Linked DNA regions of Arachis hypogaea: region 2 is linked to region 1. Evidence: chromatin contacts called from public Hi-C data. All regions are on one chromosome and are shown on one strand. Each heading gives the region's core, a stretch centred on a gene start, on an enhancer-like site or on the middle of the called end of the contact. The rest is flanking DNA. Distances are from core to core; before and after follow the strand shown.

The links. A called contact is a pair of places that touch in the nucleus more often than the background predicts.
Region 2: a Hi-C map of leaf shows a contact between it and region 1, with 4 times the contacts expected there. The contact joins the enhancer-like site here to the promoter of LOC112802382 in region 1. A contact is called at or near these places in 5 of 8 Hi-C or Micro-C datasets (leaf and an unstated tissue).

Annotation. Positions count from the first base shown.
Region 1 is chr5:103,122,608-103,125,829 of arahy.Tifrunner.gnm2.J5K5, forward strand. LOC112802382 (dihydropyrimidine dehydrogenase (NADP(+)), chloroplastic) reads right to left here and starts at 1,583. Exons shown (of 7, transcript XM_025845568.3): 1 at 1,019-1,583. The coding sequence starts at 1,303.
Region 2 is chr5:103,198,444-103,201,665 of arahy.Tifrunner.gnm2.J5K5, forward strand. No RefSeq gene overlaps it. Among protein-coding and RNA genes, the nearest start is that of LOC140184749, 7.2 kb to the right of the region's middle. Within about 2 kb of position 1,513, at least 2 of the 3 cell types and tissues checked have open chromatin away from gene starts, as enhancers often do.

The sequences.
Region 1 (3,222 bases), core at 333-2,832:
GTAAAACTTATGGAACTATGAACCATTTGAAAACAAAAGGTTGTAATGGTATTAGATATTCATCCACATTTTGAAGGCTTAGGATGATCAACTAATTTTATCACCCATCAGAATCTATGATTAACATTACTACTGAGAAGAAAGACCTTATCTCTTCAAGCCGAAGAGAAAACAGAGTAGCTAGTTGACTGGTTTGGGATCTGCTTATTTCTTTCACCAGAAAGCAAAATAATTTACCCTGAGGGGCTTTATGCGAGTTTGGAATTTGGAGGAAAGGGGAAGGGTTTGTAGTGTAAAAATTAAAAATATTAACACTACATGCTTTTCCTTCCCTTTCCCTCCAAAACACCAACTTACAAACAACCAATGAAGCACAATTTTTAAGAATAATACTTTTGATTTCGGCTACTCTATACAATCCATGCATCATCATGTATCTAAATGATAGAAACATCTAACTTGCAATGTGTCATAATTGTCAACATTCATCTTATGTGATCCTTTCAAGATTTTTGTTTTCTTCCCCAGTCATCTTTCATGAAATTTTTGATTTTGTGTTCTCAGCAACAGTTTCAATTACTGATCTAAACCTTATTCTTTCGCAAGCAGGACGAAACCTAAATATTCATAAAGATTCGAGTCAACTAGGTGAGATTGATGATCTAGCAAGAAAAATCCAAGGCTAAAATATTTAAAAGCATAAAAAAAAGCATAATCTTAAAGCATATAACTTGCTAGTAATAGGACAACATAGGCTCAAAATAATACAAACGCAAATACAAAATAAACTCCGAACCAAAAACAAAATCCAATTATAGCTGACAACAAAGCATAAAGTGTTCAAGAAGGATATAACTTTCCATATTAATCACAGAACAGACAATAAAAAGTCCAAACGCTACTCCTTTTCAGTATTAAATTTTAGCTAACACCACCAAATTTTCATGCATCATAGTGTCACTATATAAGCTCATAAACACAAATTCTCTCCTACAGATACTAATGAAAAGAAACTTACAGTTTTGGCAATCACAGCACCCCATCCTTCATCAAAGGCCTTTTTCATAACAGTGTAATTGGTCCCTGGTGGACCTGATCCAATAACAAAAGGGTTTGCCATCTTTAACCCATTAACAGTGACACTAAGATCAGGCTCTGATGAAGCCTTATTATTACCATTCTCAGAGGCAAAGACCCTAAACCCAACTCTGCAGGGACGTGCTTGAACCTTTCCACGACAATTCAACGAAAACCCAGATGCTGAATTCCCTGTTCTGATCTGGGTCAAGCTCAAAGACGCCATTTTTGGATGAAAAATCAAAACTTGAAGATGAAGAAGAAGTAGGAGACGAAAGGGAATAACTCAGAATGAAGTGAATCTTTGAATCTGAGTTTATAGATTATAATATTCAGTGTGGTGGGGGCAAACGCAACGAAAGAACGTGGAATTATATGCAATATTTGCGTACTAATTTAGCGTTGTTTTGGTTGATTGCATCGGATAAGTTTGAAAAGGAAAAGAAAAATACGAAATTTGCTGGAGTGAGGTTGGAGCTGCATGTGAAAGGGCAATGTCGAATAAATATAATTGTGAATTTAAATTTATATTTAAAAATTCAAATTTAAATAGATATTTAAATATATTTCAGTTATAATTATATATTTACATTTGAATTTTTAAATATATTTCGAATTTAGATATTTAGATATATATTTAAATTTGACATTAAATATATTTCAGTTAGATTTATAAATTTAAATTGGAATTTAAATATATATTTATAATTTGAATTTAAATATATTTCAAATTTAAACATATATTTAAATCTGACTTTAAATATATTTCAGTTTTAATTAAATATTTAAACTTGAATTTGAATAAAATTTAAATATATAAAAATACATATTTATAATTTAAAATTAAATATATTTTGAATTTAAATATATATTTAAATCTAACTTTAAATATATTTTGGTTTTAAGTATATATTTAAAGTTGAATTTAAATATATATTTATAATTTGAATTTGGATATAAATTAAATATTTTTCGAATTAAATTATATATCTAAGTTTGAATTTAATTATATTTTTAATTTAAATATATATATTTAAGTTTGATTCCAAACGTCTTTGAATTTAAATATATTTTAAACATATTAAATATATTTTATATTTTTTATAAATATTTAAATATAATAAATTTAAATAAAATATAAATATTAAAATTTGAATTTAATTTAAATATCAATATTTAAATTCAGATTTAATTTAAATATACTTTATATAATATACATTGATGAAATATATTAAATTTGTTTTATAGAAAGTATTATTTTGTATGTAGGTCGTAGAGAAACAATTTGTTAAATATGTTTCGAGTATATTAAATTTTAAAAAGTAGGTAGGAGGGATTAAAAAAATTTAATTTACAAAATATTTCAAATGTATTCATTTCATGTGAGAGATATATTTAATAAATATTATATAATATGTTTTTTTCAAAAAAAAATAAACACAGAATATGGTTCGTGATATTACGCGTCTTGAAGATCATATTGTTGAATATCTTGATCGTCTACCATATGTAATTATTTTTTATCTTTGTTCATTTATTATTATTATTGTTGTTGTCGTTGCTGTTGTGTTGTTGTTCATTATATTTTCAATTTGTTTCAGAATTCAAGAGATTTGGGATCAAAATATCTTCACCAAAATGTGTATGATCCCCGAATTGAAATAGAATTACGGGATAGTGAATTTTATCACATATCTCAGATACTTGAAAAAGAATTTGGATCCTCTAAATTTTGAAACTTACTTTAGAGGATAAAGTATGATCTATCACCATTTATTTCATAGGTGGGACCAAGAGAAAACATGATAGAGAAAACATTTAATAGTGAGAGATTTAACTTTATCCTCTAAAGTGAAAATCTAAACTTTAGAGGATCTAAATCCCTTGAAAAACTTACTTTACACAACGCACTTATCAATACCTTGATTGAATGGTAGCGGCCATAAACTCATACATTCCACCTTCCATACGGTAAATGCACGATTACGTTCGAAGATGTTGCAATGATTTTTGGATTCCCGACAGATGGTTTACTGGTGTCAGGATTTACAGATAGCAGCAGCAGTAGCCTCGAAAATGAATTCATAATACAATTTTCGACAGTACAGATGGTTTACTGGTGTCAGGATTTACAGATAGCAGCAG
Region 2 (3,222 bases), core at 263-2,762, 76 kb after region 1:
TCTCATACCTGGTGTTAGGTTTTTTGGGAAGACATTTGTCCAGGAAGTTAAAGAGAGTGAATGTATTAATAATCTCAAAACCACCATTTAGCAGAGAAAAACGAAAATGCTAGTTTTTAATTGGATAAATAGTAAACAAGAGATTGAAAACTCATTGTGTTTGATGGAGAAGAGAAAAAAATAGCAATTTTTTTTTCAAATTCTAAAGTATTTTGTTTAGTGCTGCTAAAGCATCAACAATTCCAAAATAATGGAAGGGTAATAGAGCATACTGCAATAATTCGAGCAGGATCGATAGCAAATTTTGGCATAATTTATAAAAAAATTTTAAATTTTAATTCTTTTTTCTATTTATTTTTGGATTTTTTTTTCTTTATCCACAGAAATCAGAATCATTCTTTGCTCTTCGACCTTCTTTCTCTCTTTTTTTTCTTCTCTAATCGTTCTTCTCATTTTTATTTTCGTCTTACCATCTAAAAATTGTGTTTCAAGTTATCAGAGATGGTTGGACATTCGCTCATCAGAAAAAAGTTAGAAGTTGCAAATGTTATTGTCTATGGGGCGCAGATGAAGCCTTTCTTTACCTTCACTGATCAGCTGTGGACAGAGCAGAAGCTTGTCAGGAAACGCACAAGGTTCGTTGTCAGCACCGGCACTCGAGGAGATAAAAGAGCCTCATTAAAGAGCTCATCAACAATGTCCAATCCTCCTCTTTCTCTTTCTCTCACCAAATGTAGCCTTATTTTTTCATGATGGCTTTTATTTTTGGCCTCAAGGAGCAGTTAATTAAAAATAGAGTCTTACATCTTACTAAAATTATGGTAATTTTTTTTAAGACTTTACTCAACGAATTTGTATCAAGAATTATAGAATTTGATAAAAAAATTAGAGAGAATAAAAGAGATATTCCTAAAACTAGGGACAAAGAGAAAAAAGAGAATTTTCAATTATTTTATGCATATCTTACATTATTATACCATCTTTTAATTTATAGTATAATTTTTTAATTAGATTAGTCAATACTAATCCTATCATTATTCTATCCTTCAAAACAACCTTATCCTTAAGGTTACAAAAAAAAAATATAAATCTTAAAAATTATAAAAACTAATTACAAGTAATAAAAGTAATAAAAAATATCAGCAATCCTAAAATAATATTTTCTATGGCACTGTTTAAAAAATTTACCATCAGATCCCATTGAAAATAATTTAATCCAACCCAAAACCAACAAAATATAATTACTACATAAATCTGAAATGGACCCAAAAAGAGTAAAAGCTTGAGAATTGGGCTCAATATATCATCAATCACCTCCTGAATTTGGAACTGGGCTTCAGAAATTAAGCATTGGTCCAAAGCATCACTTACCCTAATTTCCTTCTCCTTCCAGGCAGCTCCAGCGGCTTCTTCCTTCTCTGCCCTGAGTGTCGCTGCTGCCCGAAAAACCGCCGTCGGCGAGCCAAGCACCACCGTCCGGCTCCAACGGCTCCTTCTCCATATACCTTCGGTTCCGTTCGCACTCCCTCCTGCCGAATCCACCGCCAGCTGCAGCAACCCGTCGCTGTCTTGTGCCCCGTCGCGATTCCATGGAAACGCCGCCGCCACCTGCTTCTTCATCGTTCGAGCTTCCTCCTCGCAATCCCAAGGGAAGACTGCCGCAAGGAGTGGAGATGGCCTTGCCAAGAACGAAGAAACGCACTGGAACCCTCCGCCACACCTTCGAGGATCTCCGGCGCCGTTACCGAGGGTCAGATCTGCTGGTGCGTCATCCTCGAAGCCGCCCCCTCTGTGCAGCACTGAAGCGTCGTCAGTGCCGACCAAGACCACCGCATTCGAGTTCAGATGCGGTGGTTTCGGTGGCGGTCGCGGCACCCTCACCTTTGTCGGTTTTGGATACGCGAACTCCACCTGCTCCAGCGCCATCGCGAACGTCACTGCTGAAGACCCCGCGAGAAAAGTGGGCCTGCTTGACTCGTTGAAGGACGTTCTGATTTCTCTACTATTATTGCAATCTGCTACCGTCTTCGTAATTATTCCCGAGAGTAAGTGATTTTCTTGATTTGGAGGTAATTATGATTACAGTTCTGGAATTGAATTTTGAAATCCTGCTTGATCTGCATTATCTGGTGATGCTACGGGTTGAACTACAAAACTGAACGCTGATTCTTCTTCTTTTGCTGCATCTATGATTGTTGAATTTTGGCAAGAATTTGGTTGTTGTTGCTGAAATTGTGATACTGCTTCATTGTAATTACAAATTAACAATAATGATTGTTGAATTGTTGTTTGATATAGAGTTTCTGTTGAATTTGCTTGTTGTGGTTGAAATTGAAACTTGAAATCTGATGATGAATCTTCTTATGAATTCGGTTCTAGAACTGGACCTTGGTCCAAGATCTGATTTGTCTTCAGCTTCTGAATTTTTTGCTGCTGGATTTGGATTGAATTTTCTGTTTCTGATTTGGCTTGAATCTGGCATATTGGAGGCTGCTGGAGTCGTTGATGATCGTTCAAAGTTGCACAAATTTTGGTGCAAGTTGCCCGAATTTCTGCAAGTATCTTGGTTCGATTTTCATAATTTGAATTCAAGTGATCTAAGCTAGTTTGAATCTGCTCCCAAATTGGGTCATCATAGGAATTTGGCATGGTGTTCAATGAAAGCACCATTTGATAGGAATATGTATCAAGAATTAGAGAATTAGATAAAAAATTAGAGAGAATAGAAGAGATATCCCTAGAACTAGGGCCAAAGAGAGAAAGTAGAGTTTCCAATTACTTCATGCATATCTCACATTATTACACCACATTCCTATTTATAGTATAATTCTCTAATTGGGCTAGCCCAATACTAATCCTATCAGTATTGTTATTAAACTGTGTATTTATGTTCTCTTATTAAGCTTCATGCTTTGCTGTTCATAGCAACAAACAAAGCACAGAGCAGAGTTTGAGGAAATATGAGTTTTGGGATCATTGGAAGCATGGAATCGAGGAGGGTACGAAGCCTCAGGTGTACAATGAAGAGCATGACAACAAGGATCTTCAACAAGGTGTCGCCGCAGCAATAAACAGAGATTAGAGAACTGGCTGTCAGAAAAATAGAACGGCGATGGAATCTGCTGCACGTCACGCGCTCGGAAAAGATTCTTTCCTTCTTTCTTATAATTTTGGTTTGCTTACTAGGTAAGTGGAATCTAATTTTGTTGCAGCCAAAGTCCT